2 separate regions of the Mus musculus genome follow, and region 2 is linked to region 1. A link is a contact called in public HiChIP or PLAC-seq data. All regions are on one chromosome and are shown on one strand. Each heading gives the region's core, a stretch centred on a gene start, on an enhancer-like site or on the middle of the called end of the contact. The rest is flanking DNA. Distances are from core to core; before and after follow the strand shown. Region 1 holds the start of Nup98 (nucleoporin 98). Region 2 has its middle 19 kb from the start of Lrrc51.

Region 1 (4,532 bases), core at 906-3,405:
AAAGCACAGAGTATTTCATAAGTACACAAACATCTAGTCTCTTTTCCAGAGTATTTCTCAGTTTAACTTTTCTGTATTTGCTCATTCACAAATACAACTAAGGAACATCTATGAGCCACATTACCTAAATATTAAGAAATATATGTATCTATGTTTTGGTGTGTGTGTGTTTTGAGAAAGGGTCTCATTATGCAGTTCTGACTGGCCTGAAACTTGCTATACGGACCAAGCTGACCTCAAACTCCCAGAGATCCATCTGCCTGTATTTCTGGAGTACTGGGATTAAAGGCATTCCCATCACAGCCAGCAAGATTAAAAACAAAACAAAACAAGACAAAACAAAACATAATCTAGTAAAATGTCAAATAGCTAAAATGTAAAATGTCTGCTACAAGCAGAAGATCAGGTTAAGTGCTATGGAAACTTACAAGGAAGAGTGAGTCAGGTGGTGATGCTCAAACTGAGAAAATGATACAGAAAACACCAAGTTACAACTTTTAAGACTTCAGTTCTCTTCTGTGCTTTTGCATTATTTGTTTTTAGGTCTTATGGTTTATATAAACATCAAAACTACAAGCTGATTGATATATTCAGATCAAAATGACAATTCCATCAAATCTTAAGTAGCAGATTTAATTTTATCAATGTATTTCCCAGTACCTCTAACACGTTAAGCCTCATTTTTTTCATTTTACTGAAATGAATTCAATTATTTCTTTTATCACGTGCATAAGTGTTTTGCCTGTGTATGCTCTAGTTCTCTGGCCTCAATTTCCATAACTGGTGACATTACAGGCCTGCACCACATCTATCTTGGTTTTATTCCCCACCCCACTTGGCTTTTTGAGTCAGGGTCTCTGCAGCCCTAGATGTCCTGAAACTCAGTATGAAGAGTAGGCTAGCTTTGTAGTCACAGAGTGCCTCCTGCCTTTGCCTCTCAAGTGCTGGGATAAAAGGTGTGCACTGCCAAGGTTAAAGCCAATTTCATCATTTTTAAAGTTTTGTTCTCAAAAGTCTATGTTAAGTCTGGATGTGATGGCAAACACCTTTAATCTCATTACCTCAGCGTTAGAGGCAGGTGGTCTCTTTGAGTCTGTGGCAAGCCTGGTCTACATAGCGAATTCCAGGCCAACCAAGGGTTGTCTCCGAAGTTAAAAAAAAAAAAAAAAAAAAAAAAAAGCAAAAAAAGTCCCCATCAGGGTACTACTAATCAAGTTATCTTACTATATATAAACGAACATGAAAACAGCTAAACTAGAAGTGTTTTTGAAAATTATGTCAAATGCTGGGTCCTTACCCCTACCAAATAGAGAATTGCCAATATTGGGAGACTGGAACATAGAGGAAGGGTGGAAGAGTATACAAATTCTACTAGACTTGAATCAAGACACCTGGATTCTCTTCCTCTACCTACCTCCCACTAATAAAGCCTCTGTACTTGAGGCAGAGTGGGGGCGATTGACAATTTAAACGCTTATGGCTCCAGTTACTCAGAAATTCAATCTTTCTCACCTAGGTTTACACGGAACAGAAAGAACCCTTCATTTTATTTATCAGACAATTGTCAGTGTCTTAAAAAGCTAAACACAGTTCTGACTCACTCAACCCTCTGGTTGAACCCTAGACAAAACGTGTCCTGTAGAGTGGTCAAGGAAGTGACGGGGAGACCTCACTGAAGTCCCCCCAAGGCACCACCCTGCAAGGGTCTGCCTACCGCGGGCTGCTCACCTCCACCCAGCGAATGAATGAGTAGCACCGGAGAAAGCGAGGTTCACTCAATGTGGGCTGCGACCCGAGACCCCTCCGGCCTACGCCCCACACAGTTGGATCCCCTCCCAGGGCCTCCCGAGCCAGGCCGCAGGCCCCGGGCCCCGCCCCCTCACGCAGGCCCGAAGGAGCGCGCCCGGCACGAGACTCGGCGGCGGAGAGGGCCCCGGGCGTCCAGCGCAGATGCCGGTACAGAGAGGAAGATCTACCCGCCCAGCCCCGGCAGCGCTCCCGACTTACAGCGGTGCGTCTGGAGTGAGAGCCCAGGTCCGCCCGTCACCCGCCGCTCACCGCGCGGCCTCCAGAAAAACCGTCGTCGCCGCCGCCGCTGCCACCGACCGCCGCTTCGGGCGCAGCGCGCAGAGGCCTGACTGCGTCACACGCCGTCCACCGTCAGAGATCGGCTCCGGCCGCTCCGCCCTTGGCGGCCGGGCATTGGCGGGCCGGTCCGCCACTCGAGGCCCACACCGTTATTCATTGGGTGACGATCCTTTTGAAACCGAACGTGGAGGCGGTCTCTGATTAGGAACGGAGGGGAAGAGGAGGAGCGTAAGGAATTGCCGGGAAAGGGGGGGGGGGGGGGGAAAGGAGGGACGATGGGGAGGGATGTAGAGTCCCACTCCCTCTGCCGCAACGGTTGGCTGAGAGAGGCTCATGACGTCACACAGGCCCCTCGAAGAGGGCTGGTGCGTGGCTAGAGGAGTGAGCACCAAACCGCAGTGACGCTGTGTCCAGGCCCCGCCCCCTTCCTTGGAGCGCGGAGACTCGCTACGGAAGCTCCGGCCAATCAGAAGGAAGTCCCAAGGATGACCTGGTAATTGTTCTATCCTTCTCTAGCTCCTGTCTGCGGGCAATGATGGGAAGGCTCCTTGGCCACCTAGCTTGCACTTGGAGAGCCGGAGGACCCTTCCTGGAAACCCATCAATCCACAGATTGTCTGCAGACACTCCACTCCCCACTGTTCTTTCCAGCGCAAGCCAGCCCTCGCCGTACACTTTCCCCCTCTGAATCTCTAGAATAGACCTGAGCAATGGATTTGCCTTAACAGAGCTTGAGCCCAATGAGGAGATTCTTGGCCCTTCAGCCTCAGCTGCACTTTCAGAATCTATACTTGTTCTGGGTTTCTTGCGGCCTTCTCCAGGACACATTTGGTAACCTTTACAAGTCCCGGTGAAGTTCAGGCAGTCTGCTTGTAAAGACCTTGTTACTTTGTATCTTATTTATTTTCCGTTCTATGCCTCCTCCCTCCCCTGATCTGGGCCAAAGCTTCATTTTCATCCTTTTGGTGTCTTTTCTCCTAGGATCTAGCAGAGAGCAGAAGAGTGGGCATGTTCTAGAAACCAGACCTCTCTAAATTATTGAGGTCTCACAGATAACAGGAGCTGTGTTAAAAAAAAAAAAAAAAAAAAAAAAAAGAGGTACATACTACCTCTCCACCACGTCCTGGGAAATCAATATAGAACTGAAACGAGATTTGCTAAGAATTTTAAATGATTCCCTCAAACAAAAACATCTTAAAGGAGCTGGAGAGATAGATGGGCTCAGCGATTAAGAGCACTGGCTGCTCTTCCAGAGGTCCTGAATTCAATTCCCAGCAACCCCATGGTGGCTCACAACCAACTGTAATGGGATCTGGTGCCCTCTCCTGGTATACATAAAATAAATAAATCTCTTTTTTTTTTTTAAAGACAGTAAATGGAAGAAACATAATATATTGTCGATGTTCAGTATATACTTGAAAGAATAATGTATAAATCGCCTAACAGGAAAAGCTAGTTTGAACATCCATCTGTAACCACCATCCCTAAACCACTCTGTCCAAACACCCTGCTTTTCCATCACTCCTCCTTGCCTTTACTCTAAATCAGAAAGTCATTAGGTGGGGTATAATAGCCAAGATCTGTAATTTCAATTCTTAGGTAGCTGAGGTAGAATATGAAGCTGAAAGCCAGCCTGAAATACATGAAACTGTCTTAAAAACAAAATAAACAACAGTACTCAGGGTTTTATTTTTGAATCTTTACAGTGGCTCTCTTGCCACCATCCAAACCTCTGATTTTTTGGTTCTTCAGTCTTGAAATGCAACTACATTTAAACCTGCCCTGGACATTTATTTTAGTGTTCTTAAGAGTTGGCACATAGTTGATGTACCTTACAATTTACATATTTGTTGCATAGGTGAGTGAATTATTGTTTTAGCAGCAAAATAATAGAATTGTCGAACTTCAGAATCAGAGAACCCCCAGTTTAAATCCAGGCCCAACTATGATAATATGGGGAAAATCCCCAATAATTCTGGACATCAGTTTCTTTGTCTGTAAAATAAGGATAATTTTGCTTGACTTACAGACTGTTGGGAGAATGAAATGAAAGGAATATAACATTTGATATGGTACCTGGTACACAGTTTGCCCTCAATAAGTAATAGACTGACCATTTTAAATGTTTTAAGGCATGGGTTTTGAAATGTGTCTTAAATGACTCAACAGGTGAGTATATTTAATTCAAAGTATTAGTAGATGTTCAGAAGTTGGGATTCTTAAATGGTGTGTACTTATAGGAAGACTGGAGAGGATACATTGAAAGAGAAATGCTTCAGTGAGGAGGACCATGATGACTTTGAAGTTACTTATTTTATTTAAGATTTATTTATTATTTTATGTACGTGAGTACACTGTTAGCTGTAAAGCTGGTTGTGAACCTTCATGTGGCTGTTGGGAATTGAATTTAGGACCTCTGCTTGGTCCAGTCAGCCCTGCTCCCTC
Region 2 (4,825 bases), core at 1,017-3,516, 270 kb before region 1:
CATGCATCATCTGTCCTGTCAACAGAGCCCTCCCTCCCTTCCTTCCTTCCTTCCTTCCTTCCTTTCTTTCTTTCTTTCTTTCTTTCTTTCTTTCTTTCTTTCTTTCTTTCTTTCTTTCTGTTTTTTTGAGACAGGATTTCTCTGTGTAGCCCTGACTGTCCTGGAACTCACTCTATAGACCAGGCTGGCCTCAAATTCAGAAATCCACCTGCCTCTGCCTCCCTAGTGCCTGGATTAAAGGCATGCACCACCACTGCCTGGCTCTCCCCTTACTTTCAACAGTGTAAAAATCCCAATCTGGGTGGGTTAAGGGAAAGTCATTATCAATAGCTACTTGGTTATTGGTGGATTCCTCCACAGGGTCAGGAACCAGTTTCCTGGCCTCTGTTTGGATTCTGTCCCTCTTCCGTGGTAAAGAGAACCTGCAAAAGCTGTTGGCAATTATCCCAAGTGGGCTGGTAGGTGAAGAGGACTGTCTCTAAGCGATTAATTAAATCTTGAGAGTTGTCTGAAAAGGAGAGTTCTGAGTCTTCCAGTTATACAGGTCACTAGTGATGAAGGAATTATAGGGATGAGGTTGGTTTCCTTGATCATCATTGACTGATTCTGCAGTGTCCAAGGACAAGATAACAGACTCAGGCTCCAGGAAGCTCCTGATGGCTTTGTGTTCCTGCATCAGGTCCCACCTTCCCTGCCTGCAGCAGGGCTGCCTGCCGCAGAGCTGCCTGTAGCAGCTGCTGTTCCCTCTGAGGGGTACAAGAAGGTAGAGGTAGAAAGATAATATTCTTCCTTGGAGGACCAGGTAGAGGGATGGTCCAGTGTCTCTTCCTTTGTATCCTTGGGCTTTTTGCTAGCCAAGGCAAAAACGTCTGCCTGTTGTCTAGGGAGAAAAAGTTTAAGCCAAGAGGGCCAGTCCTGTAGGAGGTCTTGCCAGACCACCATAAGGTATTTGGTCTGGGTGGCCAGGTTTGGGTCTAAAAATGACTTTCTTGGGGCTGGGGAGATGGCTCAGGCTCTTCCAGAGGCCCTGAGTTCAATTCCCAGCAACCACATGGTGGCTCACAACCATCTGTAATGGGGTCTGATGCCCTCTTCTGGTGTGTCTGAAGGGAGCAATGGTGATGTACTCATATAAATAAAATAAATAAATAAATCTTAAAAAAGATGACTTTCTTGATCCCTTGGACCATTCCCAGGTCAAAGTATCCCCCCCCCCCCCGCCCCTACTGGGGCCAGCCAGTGTTAAAGGTGGGTCATCCTGGCTTGAAAAATATGGTTAGTTTATCTTTCCCAATGGTGACAGAGATTGTGTCCCCTAGTTTTAACATCCTTAAAGTGGCTAAGAAACAATTTAGGTGGAGTTGAAGGTAATTGTCCCATGTTAGCATCTGTCAGAGTCAAAGTCACCCTGTAATGAGAAACTCAAGGGTAGACAATTAGTCCTGACAGTGAGGACAACAACCAAAACACAAGAAAAATGCTCTCTGTCAAGAGGGAATGAGAAATAACCAGAAGGTAGCACCCATGGCTCTCTGAGTCCAGCATCCAATCCTAGATTGAGACAGCAAAGTCTACTGATTGGGGTCTGGAATGTCTTCGAGCTCCGTTTGGTTCCAGTGCATCAGCTTCAGCTACCTCTGATCACAATTACAGATTCAAAACCAATTCTCAAGTCTGACAGATATGGCACCTCTCAGTTTACATACAAACAACAACACAGACTGCATCGCTGACACCCTAAACCAAAGTTACCTCATTGCTTCCTGGAACCAAAGTTCGAAGTGCTGTGCAGAGACCTGGAACAGAACAGAATTACACACTGACAGACATAGACCATAGTGCTGTGCAGACACCCGGAACCAAAGCTACCTGGATGCCACCTGGAACTAAAGTTACCACAGTGCTGTGCAGACACAAACAGAATTCTGTAGTGGTACACAAACCTGTGAACAGAAATTACCAGTATCGAGACCCTTTGGGTGGAGGCTTTCCTGGCCAACACTCCAAAATGTTGTGTCTGTTTTCAAGACCCCCAACCCATCAAGGAGCTGATTCTGATGCAATTGCACAAGGGTCTCTTTTATTCAAGCTCAGGCCTACTCACCTCTGACCCTGATGGAGCAGGATAGGCAGGTGAAACTGCTCCAGTCTTGGAGTCCTCGAAGAAAAAGGTTTTATCGGAAATGGCCAGTAAGCAGGGGGTTTATAGCCTGGCAAGCATCTAACTGAATGACTATTGTAAGCTGACAGGTGGGTGCTGAGACAATCAGACTAATCTTCATTGCCTATTGCTAGGAAGTATCTAGGGAGTAACTCTAGGGCATGGACCAGAAAGGTATTTGGGTGCAGCTTAGATTCAGCTACAGATTACGTTCTCAGGCTTGTTTCTTTTTTCTTTTTCTTTCTTTCTTTTTTTTTTTTCTTTTTTTCGAGACAGGGTTTGTCTGTGTAGCCCTGGCTGTCCTGGAACTCACTCTGTAGACCAGGCCGGCCTCGAACTCAGAAATTCACCTGCCTCTGCCTCCCAAGTGCTGGGATTAAAGGCGTGTGCCACCACTGCCCAGCGATGGTATTTGTTTTAATTTCAGCATAATATTATCCTTTTTTGGTGGGGGTGGAAGTATGAAACTGCCTCCTGAAAACATAATTTACCAACTTGATTTAATCCATATTTATATCTTTTTTTCCTTTTCTTTGTGTGTGGCTTAGTCTTTTGTTTCCAAAGTTCTGGGTTTGTCAAGTCTTACTACTCTCTCAAGTCTGTTATGGGGAGGGAGCTTTGCCGGTAAGGGAGGGAGTAGGGAGACTCTGCGCTGTGGATATCTTACCTGTGTCTGTGTATGGTGCGTATTCAGGTCAAGGGAAGCTTTCAGGCACACGAATAGGTATATGTGTTCTGTTCCTGTGTGGTACTTTTCTCCTTTAGAGGAAGAAGCACAAAGGACTCTTTTGTTGGTCCAAGTTCAAGCACATGATGACTAATTGTAAGGTCTGAATCTTAGTCTAAAGCCAGTCTTACTCTGTCAGAGTGAGATTTTACCTGATGGCTCACTAAGAAACATTTCCTTTTGGAAGATTTCTTTATCTATCTATCTATCTATCTATCTATCATCTATCTATTTATTTAATGTATGTGAGCACACAGCAGAAGAGGTCATTAGATCCCATTACAGATGGTTGTGAGCCACTATGTGGTTGTTGGGAATTGAACTCTGGAAGAACAGTCAGTGCTCTTACCTGCTGAGCCATCTCTCCAGCCCTGGAAGTTTATTTTTATTTGTGAGATTTGGAAGTGGGATGAATGCCTTGAACTAAGAACTGTAGAATTGTTGGGCTGCAGACACAGCCCTACCCCGATGCCTAAACAGAACTGAGCAAGGGCTGTTTTGATATTTGTGTGTAATTGATAAGAACAGATGGCCAGAAGGTTCTGAGGTCATTGATTTTTACCTATTATACACCAAGCTTATCAAGAAGTGTTCAGATTCAAAATGAGCATGTGCAAGAATGAAACCATTACCAAAGGCAGAAAAATCCATCTTAGTGTAGAACTGCCTTCTGTACCCCTATTTTCCTTTTTGCAGTGCTGGGGAACAAATATATTTTCTAGGCCTCTTCCACTGAAGCATACCTCTATTGTGCCTGTGTATATTTCCTGCTTGTTTTCTGGCCATCTCCCCTCCCCCCCACCCCCCACACACTTGGCTCTTTTCTTTTATGTTGAATAAATTCATGTTACTCCTTTAGATATTTCCTGCAGTTGGAGGTGAGGCTGGGTGTCTCCTAGTAGTAAACATTGTTTTGTTGAAAAATGTCTTTATTTCATCTTCAGTTTTGATTGTTAGCTGGATACTAGGCTTCTAAGTTATTTTCTCTCAACATATATGAAATGTGATTTAATTGAATTTTTGCTTTTGTTCGTCCCTTTTTTTGTGTCACTATGGAGGTCTGGCCAGCTTGGCATTTGCTATAGAGATGACCCAGAATCATAGCGATCCACTTGCTTGAGCCTCCTGAGCGGTGGAATTAAAGGCATGTTCAGCTTGGACTTTTTCTTTTTCTTTCTTTCTTTCTTTCTTTTTTTTTTTTTTTTTTTTTGAGAACTGTGCTCATGATTTTTACAGTTTCATTGTAGGAACCTATCTTCCTCTTTAAGATCCTCCTGGTTGTCATTTGTGTTACAATTTTCATTACATGGTGTTATTTTTTTTAAAATTATACACACACACACATGTGTAAGGGGCACATGTGTACCTCGGCATATGTGTGAAGGTCAACAGACAACTTTTTGGGTTTGGGTCTTTTTTTCCACCATGTGGGTCCCAGGGAATCAAATTCACACCTTCAGGTATGGCAGTAGTCTTACCTGATGAGCCATCAATAGCCCAATGGTGTAAATTTATTTATCCTGCTGGATGAAATTTCATCTTTCATTATTTTTAAAAAAGATTTTATTTTTATGGTGTGTGAACGTTTTTGTCAGCTCATTTGTGTTTGTGTGTGAGTGAGTGGATAAATGTGTGTGGGTACCCCAAGAAACCAGAAGGGGTGTTGGGTCCCTTGGATCCCTCCCTCCCTCCCTGTCTTAGTTAGGGTTTTACTGCTGTGAACAGACACCATGACCAAGGCAAGTCTTATAAAAAACAACATTTAATTGGGGCTGGCTTACAGGTTCAGAGGTTCAGTCCATTATCATCAAGGTGGGAGCATGGCAGTATCCAGGCAGGCATGGCACAGGAGGAGCTGAGAGTTCTATGTCTTCATCCAAAGGCTGCTAGTGGAAGACTGACTTCCAGGCAACTAGGGTGAGGATCTTATTTATACC

The links. HiChIP or PLAC-seq counts read pairs in DNA pulled down with a chosen protein or histone mark.
Region 2: a contact with region 1 is called in an H3K4me3 HiChIP or PLAC-seq map of embryonic stem cells, with 5 times the contacts expected there. The contact joins the enhancer-like site here to the promoter of Nup98 in region 1. A contact is called at or near these places in 10 of 39 promoter capture datasets (the 3T3-L1 cell line, 3T3-L1-derived adipocytes, cranial neural crest and 6 more), 4 of 484 Hi-C or Micro-C datasets (CD4 T cells, cardiomyocytes and embryonic stem cells), 7 of 115 datasets of contacts at active chromatin or transcription factors (the 230-238 cell line, the SCID.adh cell line, embryonic stem cells and 2 more) and 2 of 9 other capture datasets (adipose tissue and pancreatic islet).

Annotation. Positions count from the first base shown.
Region 1 is chr7:102,208,011-102,212,542 of GRCm38.p6, forward strand. It overlaps Nup98 (nucleoporin 98), which reads right to left and starts at 2,156. Exons shown (of 33, transcript NM_001287164.1): 1 at 2,008-2,156. It also overlaps a transcript of Pgap2 not described here.
Region 2 is chr7:101,938,150-101,942,974 of GRCm38.p6, forward strand. It overlaps a transcript of Numa1 not described here. Among named protein-coding and RNA genes, the nearest start is that of Lrrc51, 19 kb to the left of the region's middle. Within about 2 kb of position 2,267, at least 10 of the 459 cell types and tissues checked have an H3K27ac peak or open chromatin away from gene starts, as enhancers often do. A contact at or near this core is called in embryonic stem cells, where this site is marked.